7 separate regions of the Mus musculus genome follow, and regions 1, 2, 3, 4, 5 and 7 are each linked to region 6. A link is a contact called in public HiChIP or PLAC-seq, Micro-C and promoter capture Hi-C data. All regions are on one chromosome and are shown on one strand. The core of a region is the stretch at or near the end of the contact, and the rest is flanking DNA. Distances in the headings are between cores, read along the strand shown.

What was found. Promoter capture Hi-C pulls out the DNA fragments that hold promoters and counts their contacts. A called contact is a pair of places that touch in the nucleus more often than the background predicts. HiChIP or PLAC-seq counts read pairs in DNA pulled down with a chosen protein or histone mark. Capture Hi-C pulls out chosen DNA fragments and counts their contacts.
Region 1: a contact with region 6 is called in a promoter capture Hi-C map of adipose tissue. The contact joins the promoter of Kansl2 here to the promoter of Rapgef3 in region 6. A contact is called at or near these places in 2 of 39 promoter capture datasets (the 3T3-L1 cell line and pre-B cells), 2 of 115 datasets of contacts at active chromatin or transcription factors (epiblast stem cells and pancreatic cancer cells) and 1 of 9 other capture datasets (adipose tissue).
Region 2: a FOXA1 HiChIP or PLAC-seq map of pancreatic cancer cells shows a contact between it and region 6. The contact joins the promoter of 9330020H09Rik here to the promoter of Rapgef3 in region 6. A contact is called at or near these places in 1 of 39 promoter capture datasets (cranial neural crest) and 2 of 115 datasets of contacts at active chromatin or transcription factors (astrocytes and pancreatic cancer cells).
Region 3: a contact with region 6 is called in a promoter capture Hi-C map of stem cell-derived epiblast-like cells, with 5 times the contacts expected there. The contact joins the promoter of Olfr281 here to the promoter of Rapgef3 in region 6. A contact is called at or near these places in 4 of 39 promoter capture datasets (embryonic stem cells, hippocampal neurons, liver and 1 more) and 1 of 9 other capture datasets (adipose tissue).
Region 4: a promoter capture Hi-C map of embryonic stem cells shows a contact between it and region 6, with 4 times the contacts expected there. The contact joins the promoter of Adcy6 here to the promoter of Rapgef3 in region 6. A contact is called at or near these places in 8 of 39 promoter capture datasets (the 3T3-L1 cell line, 3T3-L1-derived adipocytes, embryonic stem cells and 4 more), 1 of 115 datasets of contacts at active chromatin or transcription factors (pancreatic cancer cells) and 1 of 9 other capture datasets (liver).
Region 5: a promoter capture Hi-C map of stem cell-derived epiblast-like cells shows a contact between it and region 6, with 7 times the contacts expected there. The contact joins the promoter of Amigo2 here to the promoter of Rapgef3 in region 6. A contact is called at or near these places in 14 of 39 promoter capture datasets (the 3T3-L1 cell line, the C10 cell line, the HPC-7 cell line and 8 more), 4 of 484 Hi-C or Micro-C datasets (embryonic stem cells and pro-B cells), 5 of 115 datasets of contacts at active chromatin or transcription factors (T-cell acute lymphoblastic leukemia, embryonic stem cells, forebrain and 1 more) and 3 of 9 other capture datasets (adipose tissue, embryonic stem cells and liver).
Region 7: a contact with region 6 is called in a Micro-C map of embryonic stem cells, with 2.2 times the contacts expected there. The contact joins the promoter of Slc38a4 here to the promoter of Rapgef3 in region 6. A contact is called at or near these places in 1 of 39 promoter capture datasets (the 3T3-L1 cell line), 1 of 484 Hi-C or Micro-C datasets (embryonic stem cells) and 1 of 115 datasets of contacts at active chromatin or transcription factors (embryonic stem cells).

What each region holds. Positions count from the first base shown.
Region 1 is chr15:98,532,589-98,536,140 of GRCm38.p6, reverse strand. It overlaps Kansl2 (KAT8 regulatory NSL complex subunit 2), which reads left to right and starts at 1,872. Exons shown (of 10, transcript NM_133714.5): 1 at 1,872-2,239; 2 at 2,365-2,623. The coding sequence starts at 2,373.
Region 2 is chr15:98,565,240-98,568,586 of GRCm38.p6, reverse strand. 9330020H09Rik (RIKEN cDNA 9330020H09 gene) reads right to left here and starts at 1,263. Exons shown (of 2, transcript NR_028442.1): 1 at 1,062-1,263; 2 at 1-948. Ccnt1 (cyclin T1) reads left to right here and starts at 851. Exons shown (of 9, transcript NM_009833.2): 1 at 851-1,111. The coding sequence starts at 951.
Region 3 is chr15:98,454,638-98,457,991 of GRCm38.p6, reverse strand. Olfr281 (olfactory receptor 281) reads right to left here and starts at 1,680. Exons shown (of 1, transcript NM_146280.1): 1 at 745-1,680. The coding sequence starts at 1,680. The coding sequence ends at 745.
Region 4 is chr15:98,603,113-98,606,550 of GRCm38.p6, reverse strand. It overlaps Adcy6 (adenylate cyclase 6), which reads left to right and starts at 1,819. Exons shown (of 21, transcript NM_001368413.1): 1 at 1,819-2,677. The coding sequence starts at 1,820.
Region 5 is chr15:97,245,350-97,248,768 of GRCm38.p6, reverse strand. Amigo2 (adhesion molecule with Ig like domain 2) reads left to right here and starts at 1,482. Exons shown (of 2, transcript NM_001164602.1): 1 at 1,482-1,796; 2 at 2,172-3,419. The coding sequence starts at 2,230. Pced1b (PC-esterase domain containing 1B) reads right to left here and starts at 1,662. Exons shown (of 6, transcript NM_172293.4): 1 at 1,605-1,662.
Region 6 is chr15:97,766,230-97,769,935 of GRCm38.p6, reverse strand. It overlaps Rapgef3 (Rap guanine nucleotide exchange factor (GEF) 3), which reads left to right and starts at 2,270. Exons shown (of 28, transcript NM_001177810.1): 1 at 2,270-2,541; 2 at 2,962-3,174. The coding sequence starts at 2,536. Rapgef3os2 (a long non-coding RNA gene) reads right to left here. Exons shown (of 3, transcript XR_384421.2): 2 at 2,045-3,268; 3 at 1,099-1,561.
Region 7 is chr15:97,054,663-97,058,151 of GRCm38.p6, reverse strand. It overlaps Slc38a4 (solute carrier family 38, member 4), which reads left to right and starts at 2,196. Exons shown (of 16, transcript NM_027052.3): 1 at 2,196-2,297. All of the region lies in intron 1 of Gm32840 (a long non-coding RNA gene), which reads right to left.

The DNA.
Region 1 (3,552 bases), core at 623-3,122, 770 kb before region 6:
GGATCCACCTGTCTCCAGCTTCCCTCCACCCAGCACTAAAGAAGCTGAGGCAGAGCCAGGCCGTGGTGGCACACACCTTTGATCCCAGTACTTGGGAGGTAGAGGCAGGCAGATTTCTGGGTTCGAGGCCAGCCTGGTCTACAAAGTGAGTTCCAGGACAGCCAGGGCTATACAGAGAAACCCTGTCTCGGAAAAAAAAAAAAAAAGAAGCTGAGGCAGGAGAGTAGCTATTTGAGGCAAGATGGCTGTATAAGGAGATCATGTCTTAGGCACAGCAATAGGAACAGTAGCTGGTGAACATTTTTCTTATTTTTAAATGGGAGAGTTTACATCATGTACGCATGTACCTGAATTCTTATTGGTGTGAAGAGACACCAAACCACTGTAACTCTTTTTTTTCCCTTGTTTTTTTGAGACAAGGTTTCTCTGTGTAGCCCTGGCTACTCAGAGTCCTGGAACTCACTCTGTAGACCAGGCTGGCCTCGAACTCAGAAATCTGCCTGCCTCTGCCTCCCGAGTGCTGGGATTAAAGGCATGTGCGCCACCATGCCGGGCACAAATAAGTTTTTAAAAATGGTGCACTCCAGGTTCAGTGAGACAAGTCCAGATCCTGTCTTTGACCACAGAGACCCCCTTGCCTCTCTCCACAGTGTTCAGATTACTGGTGTGTGCTACCTACCGTAACCGTACCTGGTGGCTTTTTCATCTTTTGTTTTTGAGACACGGTTTCTCTGTGCAGCCCTGGCTGTCCTGGAACTGGCTTTGTAAACCAAGTTAGCCTCGAACTCGGAGATCTGCCTGCTTCTACTCTTCCCCCCCCCCCCCCCCCCCCCAGTGCTGGGGTTAAAGGAGTCTGCCACCACTACCAAGTGGGAGATACTCTCTTAAGAGAATAAGTTGGGAGGCAGAGGCAGGCGGATTTCTGAGTTCGAGGCCAGCCAGGGCTGCACAGAGAAACCCTGTCTCCAAAGGGGGGCGGGGGGGGGGGGAGAAGAAGAAGAGAATAAGGCAGAGAGCCATCGGATTTCTATAGGTGTGGTTGGAATCTTTAAAGAATCGTGAAAACGGAATAGCCTGTTTCTATAATACACTATTCGGCAGGGCGTTGAGAAGCATGCGCTATGCCAGAAGTCATTTTGATTTTCCATCACTTTATCTGTAAATAATGTCTACCTAAAAAATAATGTCTACCTCTTAGGGCTGCTCTACAAAAATTAATTAGTACATATATATGATTCATGAGATAGAAAGAGTTCGAGTGTTTACATGAAATGACCAAGAAAAAAAAATTAAATGAACTGGTTGGTCACCATAGAAAACTAATAAAACCTTTTCATGTGTAAACAGAAAACACGGTCAGCCACCGTCCACTTTTTTTCTTTTCTTTTTTTTAAGATTTATTCATATGAGTACACTGTCCCTGTCTTCTGACACTGCAGAAGAGGGCATCGGATCCCGTTAGAGTTGGTTGTGAGCCACCATGTGGTTGCTGGGAATTGAACTCAGGATCTCTAGAAGAGCAGTCGGTGCCATTTCTCCAGCCACCCCAATGTCTACTCTTCTGCTGTGTAGGGACGGTAAAGAAGTAGCTGCCCGAGAAGACTGGAGACTACTGCCACCAGAAGACGAACCCTTCAGATGGAAAAATATCCGAATCCGGCGACTGGCGGTGGCCCGCCTTTCCGACGGCCCACTCACCGGCCGAGTTTCTGACAGACACTTCACTTCAGCCACTCCCGTTGTGGAGTCTCTCACTGTCCCGCCCTCCACAGGCTAGTGTTAGTTCTGACCAATAGGAGCACAGCACCCTCAGCGCAGCAACCAATCAGCGTCTAGGGTCGCGTTCCGAGCAGGCGGAGCAGCCAGAGGGCAAGCTGCGCGGTGCCGCGCGGTGGGGGAGGTAAGATGGCGCCGTGCCGGGCGCTTCTCCTTTGCTGTTAGGCGCTGCTCGCCTTCTCTGTCAGCTCAGCGCGGCACGTCGTCTCCTGCAGCGTTGGAGCCTCTCTGGTTGCTAGGCTTTCGGGGAGCCAGGTTCTCCGGTGCCGGGAGCCGTGGGACAAGATGGCGCTTGTAGGACGACGGCCAAGGCGCTCGGGTCGGGGCTGTGAGCGCTGAGGCGGCCAGGGACAAAGGCGGCGAGCCGGGGCGTGGGGGCGGGGCGTGCCGCGCCGTTGCAGTGGTGCCGCGTGGGACAGGCGCCGCGCTTCCGGTCTGCTGCTGCGGAGATTCGGCCAACGTGGTAGGGGCCCGGGCGGCGGGCGGGTCGGTGACGGGAGGCTGGAGGGCGGCCGCGGGAGCACGCAACCAGGACTCGTGGCCGGGCTAAGGCCGTTTCGATCTGTCGTGTGACCGCCCTCCCCGCAGGTTTTGGCATGAACAGGATTCGGATTCACGTCTTGCCAACGAATCGGGGGAGGATCACCCCAGTGCCCAGGTCGCAGGAGCCCCTTTCCTGTTCGTTCACTCACCGCCCGTGCTCTCAGCCGCGGCTGGAGGGGCAGGAGTTCTGCATTAAGCACATTCTTGAAGACAAGAATGCACCCTTCAAACAATGTAGTTACGTCTCGACGAAGAATGGAAAAAGGTGCCCCAGTGCTGCCCCAAAGCCCGAGAAGAAAGATGGGTACGTGGAGAGGCGTGGGTTATATGGGTGCCTTCGGGCTCCGAGAGTCGTTCTTACTTTTCAATGCACGCCAAGCACAGGTTGTATCACCGAGCCTGCTTCAACGCCCAAACCTCCTACCGTTAGACTTTTATTACATTTCGAAGCATTTATTTCCCGTTGGTAGTTTGTTTTGTGTGGTTAGGGACACGTGGGGAGGTCAGAGGCCAATTTGCTGGAGTCGGTTTTAGTACCTCCTGGTACGGAAGGACAGACAGAAGGTTAAGCTAGGCTTGCAGAGTCACAGACTCCCCCACCCCCGGCTCCTCTTTTGAGACAGTCTCGCCCTTGCTTGGAACAGTTTTGGCAACCCTTTATGGTTTTTTAAAGAACTTTCATGTGTATGGGTGTTTGCCTGCATGTGTGTTGGTGTACCACGTTCATGCTTGAGGGGAGGGCGTTGGGTCTCCTGGAACTGGAGTGGGAGAATGTTGGTGCCACATGCTTGTCCCCTGCCTTCAGTTTTAAAGTGCAAAGGGGAACATGATGTGTAGAGTTGGTCGTATCTGCGGAGTTTTAGGTCGTGTGTTTGTAAAAAAGGTATTAAGGATATTCACTCTTTGGGAGGCAGGTCAAAACACTCAAATGCTCAGAGGTGATGATGCTGGCAGCAGTGGTGCAGGCCTTTAATCCTGGCACTTGGGAGTTCAGGCCAGCCTAGTAAAAGCATTGAATTCCAGAATTGCCAGGGCTAAACAGAACCCTGTCTCAACCCTCCCACCCCACCCCGCCAATAATGAGAACTGGAAGGCCATTTGAGGGAGAGATATTTAGTTAATCGCTTGCTGGAAAAATTAAGGTTTTGAGTTCTGATTATGGTCAGACTGATTTTAACCCTTAATTCTCCTGCCTCGGCTTCTGGAGTTCTGGGATTGCAGCTCTAAAGTCTT
Region 2 (3,347 bases), core at 14-2,513, 800 kb before region 6:
GGGATGACAAAAATAAGAAAGGAAAGAGAGAAAAAGACCCCTTTACCCGGGGCTGGAGAGATGGCTCAGCGGGTAGGGGCACTGACTACTCTTCCAGAGGTCCTGAGTTCAATTCTCAGCAACCACATGGTGTCTCACAACCATCTGTAATGGGATCCGATGCCCAATTCTGTTGTCTAAAGACCACTACAGAGTACTCATATACATAAATGAAGATAAATAAATCTTTAAAAAAAGGCCCCTTTACCCCCCCCCCCCAAACACTCAAACGAAGCTCAGTGGCGTTGATTTTATTCCTTCCAGATGATTGGCCGCAGTGAAACGGGAGGAAAGGCTGCTACAAAATAGGAGAGCGGTTTCCAAACGCGCCGGAGTTCTCCATGCCGGAGCTAAGAACCCAGGAACCTTTTAGTGGCTTTCGCGTTTCTGCACGGGGCAGGGCCACTCACTGTCTCGTCCTTTCTCGGTTTTCTGAGAGTCTCGCCTATTTCCCCTGCCACTTTTTCCGTAAGCCCGGTGTTACAAAGGGGCCTCCATCACGCACGTCCTCGGAAACTACCCAGCCAAGCGCAGCGAGCGTTAACTAGAGGCCCGCCGGTGAGGCCCCCTTACCGCAGTTCTCGCGCGGAAAGACGAGACCTTTAAAGAACGACGTCAGATAGTCCCGCCCACCTGGCGGTCACACGACCGGATCCTGCGTCCCGGCCGCCGGTCCGTTCTTAGCCGCGGACTGGCTGTGGATTCGTCTACGGGGTGTCGGAGGGGTCATTCCGGAAGTCGGCGCTGGAATCTTCGGCTTTCTGGGCGGAAGTGTGTCACAACCTCGGTGGTCGCCCCTTGGAGGAAGTTCGTCACGTCGCAGTAGTCTCGGCACGGCGGATGTGTGTCGCCGCTCCGGTGACGCTGGGAAGTGCTCGCAGCCCCCGCCGCTGCCTCTTGGTTGAAGCACTATGGAGGGAGAGAGGAAGAACAACAACAAGCGGTGGTATTTTACTCGCGAGCAGCTGGAGAACAGCCCGTCGCGTCGCTTTGGCGTGGACTCCGATAAAGAACTCTCTTACCGCCAGCAGGCGGCCAATCTCCTCCAGGACATGGGACAACGTCTGAACGTGTATCCTTTCGGCCTAGGCCATCGGCCTCGGAGTGCGTCCGGCCATGCTTCGACGTCCGGGCCGGCGACGCTGGTGGGGACAGAAGCGGGTGGGGTGGTGGCAGGAGCTGGGCGTCTAAGTTGGGAGAACCCACAATGGCGCTCGCTGGCCGAGCCACTGTTCGCGCGAGGGAAGTGAGGCGGAGTCAATTTCCCGCTCGCTCACCGGTGCCACCGGCCGGGCTGCCGACTCGTACCTCTCCTGTCTTTGTGTTTTCGCTGCTCCTTCCCAGCCCCCGTCCTCTGGATTCTGCCCTGTTTTAGTGGCTTTTGAGAGTCTTCTTTCTGCTGTGACCTAAGGCTCCGTTTAGGACGTTTCGCTATCGACTCTGCCTCCCCAAAGTGTATAAAAAGGGTTTCGGGAAATTCTGTACGCAAAGGACTTATGAAGGTGGTCTGGAATTGCTGCCCCAGTTTTGGTTCCAAGCCCGTTTCTCTCACTAGCTGGCTAACCTGTCAGATTCTCGTTTAAAACAAAATGTCCCAATGTCTGCCACCACGCTTGATATTCAAACGTTCTAGTAGCTGTTTCATGGAATTTAAGAGGAAAAAAAGATGTCAACTTAGGTTTGGGGGGAGGGGATATACAAGTTGGTATGCTTAAAGTAGTTTTCAGAATATTAAGTCCTTGCTTCTTTGGGCACTAGTGATAGTTTATTCATTAGGTTTCAAAATTTAGAGGTAATGTAGTTTAGTGATTTCCCCCCTCCCAGTTTTTCTTATGAAAATACAGTCTTGTGGCAAAACTAATAGTTTTAAAGTTCTTTCCGTTGTCCATATATATATATATTTTTTTTCTTTTTCTTTTTTTTATTTTACTTCCACTTATGTAGCATTTATTTAAGAGTGATGCTGAGGGCTAGGCCTGGTGTCCTGTGCCTTTGATCTGAGCTTTGGAGAAGTAGAAGCAGGCCAGAATTTCCATGTAAGACCCTGTCTCCAAGAAAGAAAAAAAAGTGCAGAGTTTAGGTCTCTAGTGTTTTTAAGTCTGAAGGTTGTATGTTGTATAGGTGTTCTCTTTATTGCCAGTTGTCTCCTATTGAAATCCAGTTTCCCAAGCATTTGGTCAGTGCACGATCAAACCTCTCTGAGTTTCTGTCTGTGTTTACGGCACCTTTTAAATGTGTGTTTAAGCTTGCCGCCATCATATTGTCACTTCTATGCAGACTGTTGCTGAGGTCTGTGGGAATAAGTACTCTTACGTTTTGGGGAGGTTGGAATGGTACCCGTACAAAGGAAGGCAGGGGTTTATTTTCAGTGGATGACTATCAAATGGTTTCAAAGGTTTTATACTTCAGAGGTCATGTAATATTTCCTGAAGGAATCAGAACTAAGCAGGGTGTGGTGGTGCGTACCTTGAATCCCATTGCTCAGGATGGGGAGGTGAGCAGATCTCTACTTCTGATGCCAGCCTGGTCTACACAGCACGTTTTAGGACAGTCAAGGATTCATAGAAAAACCCTGCCTTGAACACTGCCCACCCACCTCCTCACCTCCCCCACGCCCCCCCCCAAAAGAAAGTAGAACTGGAAAACTTAATTATTGAAGTTTAAGAAGGTGAGAGAGAGAAAAGTTCCAAGAGCCTAGTAAGGGAAGGCCTGGTAAATATCCTTAAAAAGTTATTTTTTGTGGGGCTAGAGAGATGGCTCAGCAGTTACAAGCACTTACTGTTTAGGCAGGGCCTATATGGCAGCCCACAGTCGTCTATAGCTGCAGTTGTAGGGTAATCTCATGCCCTCTTCTGACCTCTGTGGGCACCAGACATGCCCTTGGTGCACATACATAGAATCAGGCAAATGCTGATACACTTTAAAATTTTAAAGTTATTCTTGGCCTGACAGAATGGCCCAGCGGGTAAAGGCACTTCTCGTCAAGCCTGGTAGCCTGAATTCCATCCCTGGGACTCGGGTGGGAAGATAACCGACTCCTGCAAGTTGCCCTCTGACCACCATACTCATGCTATGGCCAAAAGTAAATGTGATGAAGTTGTCCTGAGCTAAAGGATCGTCTTTGCAGAAGGCAAGTGACAGGACAGGAAGCCTGAGGTCGTATGCAGCTTTGTTTGTACTGATTTACAACTTGCTACTTGTTTTGTTTATTCAGTCAGTAAGTTCATATTAAGTACCCGTTAGGTAGAGCACATGTTGTCAATTGGCAGTTAATTTCATTAGAGAAGGAAACGAATCTGCTGTTGGGT
Region 3 (3,354 bases), core at 431-2,930, 690 kb before region 6:
TATCAATTTCTGTTCTAGTTAGGGTTACTATTGCTCTGATGAAACACCACGACTAAACTTGGGGAGAAAGGGCCTATTTCAGCTTATACTTCCAGGTAACAGTCTATTACTGAAGGAAGTCAGGGCAGGATCTCAGACAGGGCAGGATCTTGGAGGCTGGAGCTGATGCAGAGGCCATGGAGAGGTGCTGCTTACTGACTTGCTCCTCATGGCTTGCTCAGCCTGCTTTTCTGTACAGAACCCAGGACACCCCCACCCCCACTAATAGTAACTACAGAACATAAGGTCATGAAATTTAGATTGGGGACATGGGAGGAGTTGGAGGGAGAGAGGAGAGATAGAAATGATATAAATTCAATATCAAATTCTTAAAAAAATAAATTAAAAATGCATGAAGTTGGGGATGGGGTGGTGGTATGGATGTTGAAGAAGTGAGAAGAAAGAGTAAGGGTGAATATGATCAGAAAACATCGAATGAACTCAAAATTAATAGAAATATTTTAAAAATAAGGTATCAATTTAGGGGTTATAACTCTCCACTGTGTAACTTAGGAAGAAAGTTGTAGAAACATTAGAGAACAAAGCAAAGAAAGGAGAGGTTGTATAATACTTATCTAAACACAGTTTTATATACTTTTTCATTGTTAACCTAGCCAGGGAGAGCGGTATAGGCCTCCCTTTAAGTCAGTGGTCTAAAAAACGCTTGGCCACATTGAATCATCCTGCCATTCCGGGCCTTTGCAGTCACTCCAAGTATCGCAGGCACTTCCCTAATGTCCTTCTCACAGCGGCCTTCACCTCCTGGTTCTTCAGGCTGTAGATGAGGGGATTTAGCATGGGCGTGACTGCGCTGTACTGCAAGGAAGAGAGCAAGTCCAGAGAAGAGCCAGATGTGGGCATAAGATAACGAATCAAGCCGGACCCGAAAAACAGGACCACGGCTATGAGGTGAGAAGAGCAGGTGTTAAACGCCTTGCTTCTCCCCGTGGTGGATTCCATGCTCAGCACGGTGGATACAATGCGGGCATAAGAAAAGAAGATTGGGAGAAAGGTCCCCAGCCCGTGCAGCAGGGTAGAGCAGATCAAGATGTCCACGTTGATGGAGATATCTGAGCAAGACAAAGGAAAGAGAGAGGGTAACTCACACGTGTAGTGGTGTATGGTGTAGGCCTCGCAGAAGTCCAGGTTCACCGCCAAGAGCACAATGACTACTGAACTGAGAGAGGCCAGGCCCCATGAGAGCAAAACCAACTTCAGACAGAGTTCGTTGCTCATCATCTGCCCATAGAGTAGCGGGTGGCAGACAGCCGCGTAGCGGTCGTACGCCATCATTGACAGAAGAAAGGCTTCGGTTCCCGCAGTGATGAACACGAAGAAGACCTGAGCCAGGCAGCCCTCTACAGAGATGGTTTTCTTAGCAGACAGCAGGTCCTTCAGCAGCTTCGGTACCGTGACGGATGAGAAGCAGAGATCCAGGAAGGACAGGTTACTTAGGAAGAAGTACATGGGCGTGTGGAGGTGGGAGTCAGCCGTGATCACCAGCAGCATCGTCAGGTTCCCCGTCATGGTGAGGACGTAAATCCCCAGGAACAGCGCGAAAAGTAGAGCCTGGATCAGGGGGTCGTCAGAGAGCCCGGTGAGAACGAACTCCGTGATGACGCTGTGGTTGCTCCAGGCCATTTGTGGATGGCACGTCCTTGGGATAAAGTAGAAAGAGATGACATCTCTAATCATGTGACCATGTCCTTTAGGGTCCCTCTGCTTTGTCTGGACTCTGCCCAGGCATCTTAGAGCTGCCCTTACCTGTATCTCTGTTGAAGTTTCAGATCCTGTTAGCTCATCATTGATTTCAGGTCACAGTGCTCACAAGCTTCAAGGGACTGCTATCTGCTCCTCACCGGCATTTACAGGAAAAGAGAGTGTCTCTGCACCCTCCGCTTACTCAGACACTTAGCTCCTACTGCACTCTTTACGGTTCAGAAACTTAAAGATGTGTAGCACATATTTGCAGAGACTATTCTCCTCTGTCTGTCTGTCTGTCTGTCTGCCTGCCTGCCTGTTTGTCTGTCTGTCTCTGTCTCTCTAACTCTGTCTTTCTGTTTTGCTGTCTCTCTGTCTGCCTCTCTGTCTCTTTCTGTCTCTGTCTCTCTTTTGTTCAAAGTCATTCAATGTCTCCTTACCACGGCCAACTCCATTAAGTACCGTGGACACACAGTTCCTGGGGTCATGACCTCACAGTGGCAGGTGAAAATGTATTTCTATAAGATTAGAAGAAGATGGGTGTGGTGGTGAAGACTTAGATCTCAGCACTTTAGAAGCTAAGGCAGGAGGATCGCTATGAGTTCCGGGCCACTTTGGCTAATCTCAGGTATGAAATAAAAAGTTACCTAAAAAAAAAAAAAAAAAAAAAAAAAAAAAAAAAAAAAAAAAAGAAAAGAAAAAAGAAAAAACAAAAGAGAAAGAAAGAAAGAAAGAAAGAGAGAGAAGGAACCATGGGTATAATGAGACTACTTTTAGTTATCTTTATGACAGTGAAGTCATAAAATATAAATTAAGTTTTTATGTAAAAGCAGCTGGTGTGTACGGAAGTCCCAGGGACCTCATACACCGCACACTTCACTTCCTCAGTCACTGTCTCGGCTGATTTCAAAGAAAATCCGAACCTGGGAGAATAGCTAGACACTTCTTATCCCTAGACAGAGCCCCCCCACCCATATTTTTCCTGTGAGAATTTTGATACCCAAGGATATTTCTGTAATGCCAGCATGGCAACTTGTAAAAGAGCAATAAATTAATGACACAATTTTCCTTTGGTTGTCATCTCAACGTCTAGCTTGTATCACAGTGACAATGACAAGCTAGGATTTCTTACTATGATATGTGTGCATCTTTAATCTTTTAGCCATTCTGCTTATTTTTGACGTAAAGAGATTTGCTTCTTTTTCTGTCATTGTTTGCATTTCCTGCCACTTTAAATATACCCTCCTTTTAATTTCACGAATCTAAACTTCCATGGGTTTCTTAACATCACCTAAAAGACTACTTAAAAAATATAGCCTATCTTGGTGACTTCCTTTTTCAGCCCACAATTTCTCTAGCTTTAGTCTGTGTTTTCCCTTCCTCGTGGCAAACACATATTTCTGTTTCCATCTCTAGACTGTGATACAGACCATAATATAACAACGTTCTCAAAGCATCGCGATCTTTCTCATCAACAGACACTCGTTCCGTGCCATTTCAGAGCAGACCCCCCCCATGCTGCTCTGGAAGCCCCCACTCTGTGCCCCTCGACAGCACTGACGCCCAGCAGAAGTCTTGCTGATCTTGTCAAAGCTCCTGAATGTTAAGGATGCT
Region 4 (3,438 bases), core at 570-3,069, 840 kb before region 6:
AGATATTGGAAGTTTACGACAGAGAGAAAATATAATATAGCTAGTGGCCGGCCATCCATCCGCTCAGCAAACGTTGAGGAGCAGCGGGCACCACAGGACACAACCAAACACCCAAATCTTTGGCTCTCCCAAGTTGGCACGGCTGTTAGGAGTGCCGACGAGCAAATAAGAAAAAGGAAAATTATAGAACGGCAGTTGCTGATAAGAGCTGCGGGGAGAGAGAAAAATTATAAAGCTGGGGAGGGAGATACGGAGCCCCAGGAAAGGGAGTTGCTATTTTAAAAGGCTGTGAGAGAGCAGAGCTGATAAGGGACTTGGGCTGTGACCTAAAGGAGCTCCTATTCCAGTTGGGAACAGCAAGTACCAGGGTACCAGCCTGGGCAGAGCCTGGCATACTGGGGAACAGCAGACAGGCTGGTGTGACAGGTGTGATGAGGAAGACACGGGACCTGGACTGTCAGAATTAGCTGGGTTATTAGTTATTCCATGTGGACTGCTCTAAAGCATTCATGTTCTTTCTCCTTGTCGGCTCTCCACCCAGCTCTTTGTGATACTAAGTGTGGAACCCAACGCCTTGTGTGTTCTAAACAGGCATTCTACCACTGAGCCGCACTCCCCTCCCTCCTTTCCTCCTTATTGTTTGCTCCTACGTTTATTGAGCACCTACTGTTAGCCCCAATAGCTCTGGAGATGAAGTGCTGACAAAAATAGGTATAGTTTCTACATGCACAAAGCTTGTAGTCCCCGGGACGGAGGCGTACGTTAAACGAGAAATGATTTAATTATAATGGCAATAAGTACTGTGGAGGAGATGAACAGAGGTTAAACTGGACCAAACGTAGTCTTAGGGGTGGGGCTGGGAAATTTTCCGTGAGGAAGTAACGTTTAAACTGTGACCTGTGGGAGAAATTGAATTTAGTTTGCTGAAGAGTGTGTGTGTGTGTGTGTGTGTGTGTGTGAGAGAGAGAGAGAGAGAGAGAGAGGGGGGAAGGAGGGAAGGAAGGAAGGAAGGATATGGAAAGAATCCCTTTTGTGTAGAGGTCAACGATCAACAGTTCACAGCAGAACATATTCTGTTGACAAGATGTATTAGGCTTGTGTGTAGTTTGTTTTTGTTTTGTTTTCTTTTCTGAGACAGGGTTTCTCTGTGTAGCCCTGGCTGCCCTGCAACTCACTTTGTAGACCAGGCTGGCCTCGAACTCAGAAATCTGCCTGCCTCTGCCTCCCGAGTGCTGGGATTAAAGGCGTGTGCCACCACACCCAGCTCAATTTTTTAAAATATGCTTTTATGTGCATTGGTGTTTTGCTTTCATGCATGTTTGCATGAGAAAGTCAAAGCCCCTGGAGCTGGAGCCATAAACAGTTGTAAGATCTGCTTTGTGGGTGCTAGGAATTGAACCAGAGTCCTTCAGAAGTATGGGGAGTGCTCTTAAAAACTTAGCTCTCAGATCCTTTACTTATATGGTTGCTGGGTCTTTTCCATGTGTCTGTGTTCCTTACCTTTGAGTGGGGGTGCAGCTGCCTCTCCTGGGGCAGTTTTATCAAGACGGTGGGAATGGGAACTGGTGAGATGGCTCCTCAGTTAAGAGCACTGACTGCTCTTCCGGAGGTCATGGGTTCAAGTCCCAGCAACCACATGGTGGCTCACAACCATCCACAACGAGAAGCAAGCAAGCAGGGCTGGAGCAAGAGGGAGAAGGGGGGGAAGATGGTGGGAATGAAGACCAGAGTTGTAGGAAGCGCTCAGGTCACAGGCTACTATGGTGGCTGTGGCCACGCAGTGGTATTAATACCATTCCCTGTCTCTCCTCCCAGCAGCATGTCATGGTTTAGTGGCCTCCTGGTTCCCAAAGTGGATGAACGGAAAACAGCTTGGGGGGAACGCAATGGGCAGAAGCGCCCACGCCACGCGAATCGAGCCAGTGGCTTCTGCGCACCTCGCTACATGAGCTGCCTCAAGAATGCGGAGCCACCCAGCCCCACTCCTGCAGCTCACACTCGGTGCCCCTGGCAGGATGAAGCCTTCATCAGGAGGGCGGGCCCGGGCAGGGGTGTGGAGCTGGGGCTGCGGTCAGTGGCCTTGGGGTTTGACGACACTGAGGTGACCACACCGATGGGCACAGCTGAAGTGGCACCGGATACATCGCCTCGGAGCGGTCCGTCCTGCTGGCACCGGCTTGTGCAGGTGTTCCAGTCTAAGCAGTTCCGCTCTGCCAAGCTGGAGCGGCTGTACCAGCGGTACTTCTTCCAGATGAACCAGAGCAGCCTCACGCTGCTCATGGCGGTGCTGGTGCTGCTCATGGCTGTACTGTTGACTTTCCACGCTGCGCCTGCCCAGCCTCAGCCTGCTTACGTGGCCCTGCTGACCTGTGCCTCTGTCCTTTTTGTGGTACTCATGGTGGTGTGTAACCGACACAGCTTCCGCCAGGACTCCATGTGGGTGGTGAGCTATGTGGTCCTGGGCATCCTAGCAGCCGTGCAAGTCGGGGGTGCCCTGGCAGCCAATCCACACAGCCCCTCGGCGGGCCTTTGGTGCCCCGTGTTCTTCGTCTACATCACCTACACTCTTCTTCCCATTCGCATGCGAGCCGCAGTACTCAGCGGCCTGGGCCTCTCTACTCTGCATTTGATTTTGGCCTGGCAGCTCAACAGCAGCGACCCCTTCCTTTGGAAGCAGGTAGGTGTGACAGAGTGAGGGTGGGAAAGAGAACTTGCTGATGGAGGGACACAGTATCGATATAGCCATGTCTAGATCGATCAGGCCAAGCTTCACGGGCTAGCCTCTGCTTGGGACTTGTATCAGTGAGCATTGACGAGGAACAGGTCTGTAGTGTGTCACCACAGGCCAGTCTTCAGCTCTTTGGCTTAGGTCAGTAGACATGCCATGTGCAGGTCTCCCTGACCTCTTGGTAACCTCTGAGACTCAAGCCCTGTTGTTACTCCTACGAAGAAGCAGCTGTAGGTAGTTTTGCAAAGCTTCCATAAGCAAGGCCTTTCTGCTCCTTGCCAGAAGCTGTGGCCTGTAGCCCACCATGGCCTCAAAAACAAAGAGAAAGTTGCTTGGGGCTCCTGGGGTGAGGAGCTGGGTACTTGGGCTTCATGCCCTTCCCTGCTTGGAACAGTACATACCTTTTTAACAGTAACTTTATAGCTAGTTTGTTGTGGAGCAGAGTCCCCGCAGGGCACTGTCAGACCTCTTAAAGGGACAGACCCTTCTGTGCTAGCTAGGCCCTAGGTTCTCTTCTTGGTTGCCTGAGAAGTGGGGGTTTGGGGTGAACTGCTCTTCTGGGGGAGAAGATGCTCAGGAGTGATGTGGTATCCCCCCCCCCAACTCCGTCAGACTTGCCAGAAGGTGGGTGTGTGACTCTTCTCTGCTCTCAGCTGGCCTGGCGCCCAGGGCCCAGCCCTGTGCCTGATAGATGGGGGAGGTTGGGTCTG
Region 5 (3,419 bases), core at 233-2,732, 520 kb after region 6:
ACCCAGTCACTTACTGGTCATTTAAATAACATTCCTTTGATTACCTGACTCCATTTCCAGGTGACCGCTCAGCTTTGTGACTTTGAGCCTTAAACCCGAGGTTTTCTTGGGGGAAGCCCGGGGGTTGGGGGTGTGCGTGTGGTCTGATAGGAATCTTAAACCTATTTCTCTGGGGAAATGAAGAATGCACCCCTGGAGCACACTAGGCTGGATGCTTGTGGTTTTAAAAGTCAATCTTTAGTGAAAGTGAAACTAACAGGAACCAAGTTGCCCTCCCTTGAAAACCCTGAATCGCTGAGCTCTCCCGGAACCAGTCCACATTAACGCAACACACAGGTCCATCAGATCCATGCCAAAAACTCACTCAGGAAGTTTTCCGATAAATTTAAGGATGCCGTGGGGGGGGGGGGGGATCATTTTGGTTTTTAAAGTTGTATTCATGTGCTCTGCCCTCACTGTCTCCCCAATTTTGTCTACCTTTCATTGGCTCCCTAAGCCCTTCTACTGTGGCTAGCATGGTTTTTTAGGGACAGTAATTTATTTCTTTTAATCCGTACACAACGGCCAAATGGATCACTTGGCTCAGTCAAATCCCATCGTTTAAGCCTTTAAACAAGAATGGATTTGTAATCGAAAAGCCCACCAGCTTCAAGCTCTCTCCCTCATTTTCACATGGCCTTGTTCAGCTTGTGCCTTCCGAGAATGCTAGCTCAGTCTACTGGAGCCCTGGTGGCTGTAGGGCCTCTAGGGGACAAGTCCTTCTGCGTAGCCACCCCTACCGAATTAATCCTAGTCCTGAAGCCGCCAGCGCGACTCTGGATTTTTTTTGTTTTTGTTTTTTTTGTTTATTTTTTTTAAAGGCTAATGCCCTTATCTGTGCATTCCAACCGGAAGCCTTCTTTCCTGCCCCTTTGCTTCTAGAGCTGGGCCCGGTGCCTCGGGCCGCCGTCTCCGAGTTAGGAAAAGGGCTCGAACTTTCCCAGGGAACCGGGGGGCGTCCCCGCGGCGCCTCCGCACCCCCTCCCCCCGCAAAGCCCCGGTGGTGCCCGAGGGAACGCGCCGCGGCCCTCGCTCCTGTCCTCCTCCTCCTCCTCCAAACCCGGGCGGGGACCCCAGCAAGCACCCGGTGCACAGCGCCCGCCAGGCCCCTCGCCCCAGCCCCTAAAGCCAGGCTCCGAGATCGGGGTGGGGTGCCACCTGCGGGCCACCGCCCGCGGGCTCCGGCGCGCGGCACCCCGGCACCCTGGGCGGCTCCCTACCGGGCTGGGCGGCTCCCCCGCGGGCGCGGGGCGAGGGGCGCGGGGCCTGGGGGTGCAGAGTCGCAGGCCTCGCTGCGGTCCCACCCGGCCGAGAGGCGGCGCGGAGCCCGCACGGGGCCGCCTCTGCGATTGGCTGCGCCCCCCCTCCCCTGCTCCGCCCGCCGCGGCGCCCGAGGAGCGAGGACGCGGGGACCCGCCTCCCGCCCGCTCCCGACCCCGGGCGCACGGGATAAAAGGCGGGCGGCGGGCGCGGGAGCCCGGGCCCTGCAGCCTGCGAGCGCCACCGGCGGGCCGGCTTCCCCCGCCGCCCACCCCGCTCCCGGCGCGGCCGAGCTCCGGCGGTACCTGCAGCCGAGCGAGAGAGCCGGGGAGCCCGCGCCGCTGCCTCGAAACTCGCCAAAGTTGAGAGGCTGCCGCCCACCGGGAGCTGGAGGGAAGGTGCGAGCGCGCGGGGCGCAAACCGGCAGGCGGACGCGCGGACCTTCCGAGCGCACCGCCGTCGGCGGCCTCTCCGAGCCGCTGCGGCTTCCCAGCGCTGTGAGTGGTCGGCTAGACCGACGGCTGGCTAAGTATTTCCGTTCAATTGTTTATGGGATGCGATTGTGTGTTTTTGTGTGTGTCGGTGGAGGGAGTTAAGGCAGAATGCATCCTTTAGAAACAAAAACACACAAAAAAGCCTGAGTTTCTCATGCTGAGACTGTCGCATTGAGAGAAGGTACCTGGAAATCTCACTGAGTTGGAGTAATCTAGGAAAAATGCATATAACAGGTTCTTTATTAAAAAGCCACCCCTGTTGGAGATGGAACCCATTTCAAAAGTTAATTGGAATGAAAGCAATTACGGAATAACTCTAACGGGTTAACTAGTGGCAGTTAACTTGTACTTTTCTCCCGTTTTAAATGTTGTTACCAGATTGGTGGGAGACTGAGCTGATGAGAAGCGACTGGCAAGAGACTCAGAGGCGACCATAATGTCGTTAAGGTTCCACACACTGCCCACCCTGCCTAGAGCTGTCAAACCGGGTTGCAGAGAGCTGCTGTGTCTGTTGGTGATCGCAGTGATGGTGAGCCCCAGCGCCTCAGGAATGTGCCCCACTGCTTGCATCTGTGCCACCGACATTGTCAGCTGCACCAACAAAAACCTATCTAAGGTGCCCGGGAACCTTTTCAGACTGATTAAAAGACTGGATCTGAGCTATAACAGAATCGGACTGTTGGATGCCGACTGGATCCCGGTGTCGTTTGTCAAGCTGAGCACCTTAATTCTTCGCCACAACAACATCACCAGCATCTCCACGGGCAGTTTCTCCACAACCCCAAATTTAAAGTGTCTGGACTTATCATCCAATAGGCTGAAGTCGGTAAAGAGTGCCACATTCCAAGAGCTGAAGGCTCTGGAAGTACTGCTGCTGTACAACAACCACATTTCCTATCTGGACCCCGCAGCGTTCGGGGGGCTTTCCCACTTGCAGAAACTCTATCTGAGTGGGAACTTTCTCACACAGTTCCCTATGGATTTGTATACTGGGAGGTTCAAGCTGGCTGATCTGACATTTTTAGATGTTTCCTATAATCGAATCCCTTCCATACCGATGCACCATATAAACTTAGTGCCGGGGAGACAGCTGAGAGGCATCTACCTTCACGGGAACCCATTTGTATGTGACTGTTCTCTGTACTCGTTGCTGATCTTTTGGTACCGTAGGCACTTTAGCTCCGTGATGGATTTTAAGAATGACTATACCTGTCGCCTGTGGTCTGACTCCAGGCACTCCCACCAGCTGCAGCTGCTCCAGGAGAGCTTTCTGAACTGTTCTTACAGCGTTATCAACGGCTCCTTCCACGCACTTGGCTTTATCCACGAGGCTCAGGTTGGGGAGAGGGCGATCGTCCACTGTGACAGCAAGACTGGCAATGGAAATACTGATTTCATCTGGGTCGGTCCCGATAACAGGCTGCTGGAGCCAGATAAAGACATGGGGAACTTTCGTGTGTTTTACAACGGAAGTCTGGTCATAGAGAACCCTGGCTTTGAGGACGCCGGGGTATATTCTTGTATCGCAATGAACAGGCAGCGGCTGTTAAACGAGACGGTGGATATCATGATCAACGTGAGCAATTTCACCATAAACAGATCCCACGCCCACGAGGCGTTTAACAC
Region 6 (3,706 bases), core at 1,021-3,520:
CGTGATGAAGGATTCTTTGCTAATGACACACATGTATTGGTCCACCACGTATGTGCAGTTGAGCTGCATTTGTCGGGGACTCTAACAAACGCATCAAATGCACCAAAAACCTTCTGGAGATATACTGCGGTTTCTTGCTGCTTCCTGCAGACTTGGGGTGATCGGATGCACATGCTGAGGCAAAACCCGTGTGAGGCAAGGCACGTGGAGGACATGGGGCGTTTGAAGGGTATAAATAGGACTCCATGGAATGACGGAGACAGAGCTTGGCTTGCTGGTACGGCTAGCTGTGCAACGCTTGTGGGTCTCTCGGATCTTCCCTTCCCTGAGGGAGACACAGCTGAGAACTTTTCCTGGTGTTCCCGATGCTAGCCTGACTCTACAGAACTGGACTGCTGGTGTATCCATGAAGTGTTTGTGAGTGAATGAGTTGCCGCTGCTGCCTGCTGAACTGAACTGCCCATTTCCAACTTCCCCCATATCCTTTCTTTCCCACTACCTCTGGTGGCTGATGGGCTAAAGGCAGGTTAAAGTGTTTAAGAACCATCATTAAAAAAACCATCATTGCCGGGCGGTGGTGACACACGCCTTTAATCCCAGCACTTGGGAGGCAGAGACAGGCGGATTTCTGAGTTCGAGGCCAGCCTGGTCTTCAAAGTGAGTTCCAGGACAGCCAAGACTATACAGAGAAACCCTGTCTCAAAAAACAAAAAACAAACAAACAAAAAAAACCACCCCCCCCCAAAAGGCATTAAAAGAAGTAGTCACAGGTCCTGCTGCATCTCTTAGCATCTTTCTCCCCTGACCTAAGTGGGGCAGCAGGAATAGGAAACACCCCCTTCCTACTCCACAGTTAGTTTCAGAAAACTCTTTTGCAAGACCTACTAGGGCAGATCCAGCATCCTGACTGCGGCCACCATTTCACCTACAACTGCACATGCGAGACACTACCCACCCATCTCCTCTCCTTTTAAGCCAAGTATACGAGCTATTCTTCGAATTGTAAGGCAGACTTCTTTCTAGGTTTCCCTCTTTCCTCACAGGGGCAGAGAAATCTTCACTAGTGTGCCTCAAAGGGTGGGCACTACAGACGACCTGTTTGTTCAAAATGTTCATTCAAAGCTCAGACTTTCCATTTCATGCCAATAGGATGGAACCAGAATTTGAGGAGTTAAACCAGTCGTGCCCTTGGGGAGAGAAAAACTGTTGAGACACACACACATTTAAATTCAGTTTTTAAATGATGGTTAAAGTTCTCAGTTCTGGGTGGAAATGGGCTTAGCTATGCTGGATTTAGCCCTCTCTCCCGCTTCCTGGCTTAATGGCAGTGGGAAAGAAGAGAGGAGGCTAGAAAGCTTTAAAACGCTGGGGTGGAACCTGTGCCTTCTTCTAGACCCTCATCAATGTCCTGAGCAATCACCGGGCGCCACGGAAATCACCGTCCCTGGTCACAGTCTGTCCACTAGGAAGCAGGAGCGAGTGAGACGAAGTGCGAAGTGCCGGCCATCTGTGCGGAAGGGGCAAAGAGGCCCAGGGAGGAGGTGTGCTCTGCCTTCACCACCTAGCCGGGCATAGGGGAGCATTTGGGGGGCGGGGCATGGCCCCAAAGCCCAGGCTGTCTTTGAAACTCTGCAACAAATCCGAGTCCCGGCACAGTAAATCCAACCACTTGTCTCTCTCTCCATCTGGAATGCAGTCCCTCCCCGCCAGCCTCAATTTCCCCACCCGCGCCAGTGTATGCGTTTGGGAGGGCAAAGGTGGGAAGCCAGGCAACGAGATTCCCCCACGGGAAGGCTGCCCAGTTCCAGCCCCGGGCTGCTGGAAACCCTGAACCCAAACGGGAGGCCGGACGCCCCAGGCCAGGAAGCGGCCCCAGCCCGGATTTCCCTCCCGGGTGGGGCCGCCATGACTCACTCCCTCCCCCTTCCCTAGTTTCCTTGTTTGCATTTCTCCTCTTGGCCACGTGGCGGCGGGTGCAGCCATCACCGCCCCTAACCCGGCACCCGGGCAGCTGCAGGGGCAGATACCCTAAGGCACTTCCTACCCGCTGAGGCTTCGGGACAGGAGCTTGAACCCACTGACGTAGTCTCGGGTAGGGACTCCATCAGCTGTTGGTTCTGCCCCTTCCCCTATGCCCACCCCTACCGTAAAGCTCGTGCCTGCTCCCCGCCCCCTCGGCCTGTCCGGGGAGGGGAAGGGGCGGGCAGCGCAGGGGGTGTGACAGCTCCCGCCCGGACCAGTGCCAGCTGCAGCTTCGCTTGAACGCCCTGTGCCAGCTGGCTCTTACATCTGGGACGGAGGCGGAGGCTTGGAGTTCTTAGCCTTTGGGAAGGGGTGGGGGCTGCCCCACACCCCCAGCCCTCTATTCACCCAGGACAAACCCTATCTGCCTAGCCCTGCATCTTGCTGCTCCAGGCAACCTGTCTGACTAGGGGCTGGCCCTTCGCTGCATCTCGGGACTCACACTCATACCGCTCCAGGGATCCTGCAGCCTCTTGCTAGGGCGAGCACCGCGGTGTGAGCTGGAGAAGAAACATGAAGGTAAGGTGGGCCGGAGTCAGGGCCAAAGAAAGCTGCTGGAAAGGGCGGGAGAGGAAGCCGACACGTGGGGGAGTTTGGGTGGGAGAGAGTGGCGGGGAGGAGAATTTGAGGAAAAGCTGCTTCTGGGGATCTAGTGTGTGTACAAAGGTGGACATGCCTTCAGGACATGGGTAGTGAGGTGGGGCCGAATTCCAGCCAGAACTGAGAAGAGCCCCATCGTTGTGAGTTGAGTGGAGACCCCTAGGTGCGCCAAGCCAGCAGGACCCGGGGCAGGTCTTCCTGTCCCTCCCCCGGCTCCTGGCAGGGTTGCCGCACCTCCGCATGACCAGTCCAAGTCCAGAGGACGCTAAGCCAGGGGTGGTAGTGGGGAGGTCCAGCTCCTCCGGCCGATGGCTGTCCTCTTTCCTCCCCACATCACAGGTCAGCTGGCCAGGTGAGAACCACTGGCAGGTGGGCCCAGCTGTGGTGGAGAGTCCAGCTGTGGGGGCACCGCAGGTGGGAGGTCTCCCGGACGTGGTTCCGGAGGGCACGCTGCTCAATATGGTGTTGAAGAGAATGCACCGTCCCCGCTGCTGCTCTTACCAGCTAGTGTTCGAGCACCGGCGCCCCAGCTGCATCCAGGGACTCCGCTGGGTGAGTACCGGCCATCTGCCAGGCTGGGTCAGGGCTGGAAGAGTCGGGATTGTAGTGCTGGTGGGCCAGGCAGCTTTCTCCAGAGCAAATTCATCTGGGTGAAGAGAAGGCATTGAAGTTTGGTGGCAGTGTGTGTTTTGCTGGTCACACAATGAGCCTGTATGCCTGTATGCCCCGTGTGTATGGCATGCTGCGCTGCCCCATTCAGCCACCGGTGGGTGAGCAGGAAAGGGTTTTATCATTTATCCATCACTTCCATGTGCCAGGCATGGGCTTACATGTTTGAGTTCTTTCTGTGAGGCAGTGGGAGATGTGGGGCTAGGTCAAATGGGGGTGAAATTAGCTTGGTTACTGTTCCTGACACATCACCGTGGCAACGGTCTCCTTTTGTGAACAATTGAACTGGGCTGAATCTGTTTTTTGGCTCCTGGGGTGAGGTATTTGCGTGGATAAAGCTTGGCACCGGCCACGGGGGACTGAAGAGGTTTCAGGGTGGAGAAGGACTGCTGAAGGAAGCCAGTGAGAAAGACAG
Region 7 (3,489 bases), core at 947-3,446, 710 kb after region 6:
GCAGAGAGACAACCAGGCTTTTCAGTTGTGTCTGGCGTCTCCACATTACTCTGGGACCTTCTGCAACTCCAGTGAAGTGCAGTCCCCACCAAAGATGAGCGGATTGCACTTGAATCGGAATGCCAATGCTTTATAGATAAAATTAGCATAATTTCCCCTCAGCCCATAACCTGACTCGTAGTTCCAGCATATATAAATGAATAACACGTAGTTTCCTATTACACCAGGCAATGAACCATAGCTTTTGATTTTTTTTTTTTTTTTTTTTTTTGGTATGAGCTAAGGTGATTAAATAAATAGTTTATTTACAAGTTAGCTGGAGAGATGACTCAGTGTTTAAGAGCACTTGCTGCTCTTCCAGAGGACCTGAGTTTGATTCCCAGCACTCATGTGGTGGCTCACAACTCCCTGTAATCGTAGTTTCATGGGATCCGACACTACCTTCTAGCTTGAGAGCACCAGACACGCCCATGTTAGGTGTATGTGCAGGCAGAATTCCCATACACGTAAAATAAATACTTTTTAAAAAATTAAAAAGGACAAGAAAGGAAAGATGGATGCTAGGATTCCTGGTTTTGAAAAGTTGGGCAGTTATACATCTCTCGGGCATGAGCTGCTGGCATGAAGGAACTATTTGCTTTCAGCCATGTTTTTTCCCCACTGATATTCTGTTTATGGGCTTGCCTTGGCTTCTCCTGTGTCTCAGGTCAGGCCCTGAGAGATAGAAATCTTTCTCCTGCCTCAAATCCTTTTATTGTGGTCCAGCCATTATGACCTGCTAGTAGCTTACTACATACACTCCTTACGTGTTATTAAAGAGGCAATGGTGAGATAGCACAGTATAAATAAAACCCAATTTCAACAAGCTGAAGGGGACTTTAAAATTATTCTGTTATATTCTAACTCCACAAAATTGAACTTCTTGCCAGGAGAAACCAAAAGGGTGTATATATCATATTTGACCAGGATTGCTAACCTACTCTCGTGAAACTAAATATTTCTTATATATATTGTGCTTTTGGGGGGGGGGTGGTACAAAATCATGCTGTGGTAGAAGTTATATATTCTTCTGTTGCTACCCTTCTGTTGAACTGTTTTGTATAATCTGAGGTGTGTGTGTGTGTGTGTGTGTGTGTGTGTGTGTGTGTGTGTGTGTGAGAGAGAGAGAGAGAGAGAGAGAGAGAAGAGAGAAAGACAGAGACAGAGACACACATAGAGACAAGAGACATAGAGAGATCTATCACTGATGGAACGTTTTGAGTGTTCCTTATTAGCATGCAGATGTTTCTGTTGTTACATTGTTTTCTTTCTGAAGTGCCGCCATGTTCTAGTACTGTTCTAATACAGGAGCTATGAAATGGGAAGAGCTAAGTGTCCTTCCTGAAGACAGACAGTTAGACCGGCAGCTCTTCATAATTTACGTTGGGCGCGTGAGAGTTCCAAAAGCCCTGTCTGTGTCCCTGGTGGGTCTGTTAAATCTTCAGAGGCCACTTCTCCACCAGTGAACCCCTTCTGCCAAAAAAGAATGGCAACTTTTATTAAATAAACACGGACCTTCTTTGAAGCGGGAACTATGCTTAGTGTCAGAAAATGGTTTTATCAGAAAATGGTTCCATATACATATTTTTCCTTAAGACCCTCCTAGCGAGCAGAAAATGTAGTTTATTATAGCTTCCTTTGTACTCAGAATCATATTTAAACTAGGACCCCATAAGAGAATTACAGGAAAGGTTCACAAGTGGGTGACGGCAAGGTTGCCCTTGTATTGCATAGAGATTTTTACTGTGACCACCATATTCTATTTGTTTGCTTTGTGTTATGTGGTGACAGTAAGCTGTGTAGTCCGTGAAAAAGTTGTTTGTCGAATACTCTACACTGACTACTTTTACCTACTTAACGATGTAGATATATCCTGCACACAGGAAAATCCCCCCAAATAAAGAAACTTCACAGTCGAAAATGAACTCACACCAAACTCTTTGGTAACAAGACCCAGGGCGGGTGGAGGGGCCTCCATTGCTCTCTGGGCTCCAGGCTTCCCTCTAAAAGGACAGCTGGACAGCTAGACTCCACCTGGAAAGATGTTTCTGTTGACAGATCAGGTTCCTGCACTGCTATTGGTGGCTAGGCTGGAAGGGAGGGTCCTCAAGAAAGGAGATCGAGATGCTGCCCCCTATCACAGGATGGAAATTTCCACTCTTTGGGAAGCCAATAGAGAAGACGGAAGGGTCTCCCGGTCTAACCCTTGCCGCCACATCCATTGGATTCCAACCCGAAGAGGGTAGACAGAAAGGCGGGTGAGTTAAATGTGGTATATTTTCTCTTAAAAAACGACTCAGCGTGGAATTTTAGGGCTAGATCCTAACTTGTGTGTGTGTGTGTGTGTGTGTGTATGTTTGCGCGTGTGTGCGCGCGTGTATGTGTGTGCCCCCGCGCGCGCGTGGGGACAAGCGCACGTGGGGCATTCAGGTCTCGGAACTGTGTAGGGTCAAAATTTGTTGGTTGTACCTTAGAACTACAGGCTAACTGGGTTATTTCAGTGACTAGAAGTGAAGTAAACCAGGGCAGGCGGAGGGGATAGCTTGAGGGGCTTTTTTTGAAGGCTCCTATTCGAACTGTGCCTGCGTGGCCGTCTCCAGAGACTGGTGTGGGCTTGCCGACTGGAGGTCTATTGGCTCTGAGATTTTTGTTGTGGGACCTCCTTGAACGATAGCAGCTGCCTTATAAAGAGGGTCTCACCCTTCCTAGGATCTGGCTCCTCACCCTTGGGGATCGTGCCCACTAGGTGCTACCCGAGTTGCTGGAAGTGTGCCTATGACCCCCCGCCCGCCGGAGGTGGTGGGGGAACACGGGTTCAGGGTTTAAAATAGACTCGCTGGTCTCTTGATAGTTGGTAGTTGAATTTCCTGACTGTAAGCATGCTCCCGTTGTTAAATTGCCTTACGGCGAGCAGATCAGCATGCTCCCGGAGTGCGAACTCTAAGGCTTGGGGACTCTAAGGAGTCCCAAGAGCCTGGAGCAAAGTGAGAATTTGATTTAGAGCCGAGACTGCTTCCCACATGGTGGGATCGGGGATCCGCCACACCCAACAGCTCGTAGGCGCCGAAACCCCGCGGTAGGGTGGGGGTCGCGGGCATGAATGGAGGACTTCAGAGGAGAGGGAAACTGACCGTGGAGTAGTTGGGAGGAGACAACTTGGTCAACCAGAAGGAACTCCTTTTGCCTTGAGGCACTGAGCAGGGACAGACAGCTGAAAAGGCGTAGGTGGCTCTTCAGGGTATCAGTTCCTGGGGACGGACCCTCGTGGGGATCGGTCTGAGGTTCCCGTGGAGGGATCGGTCTGGGGTTCCCATGGAGGGACCCTCGTGGGGATTGGTCTGGGGTTCCCGTGAAGGGACCCTCTTGGAGATCGGGTTGGGGTTCCCGTGGAGGGACCCTCGCGGGGATCGGGCTGGGGTTCCCGTGGAGGGACCCTCGTGGGGATCGGGC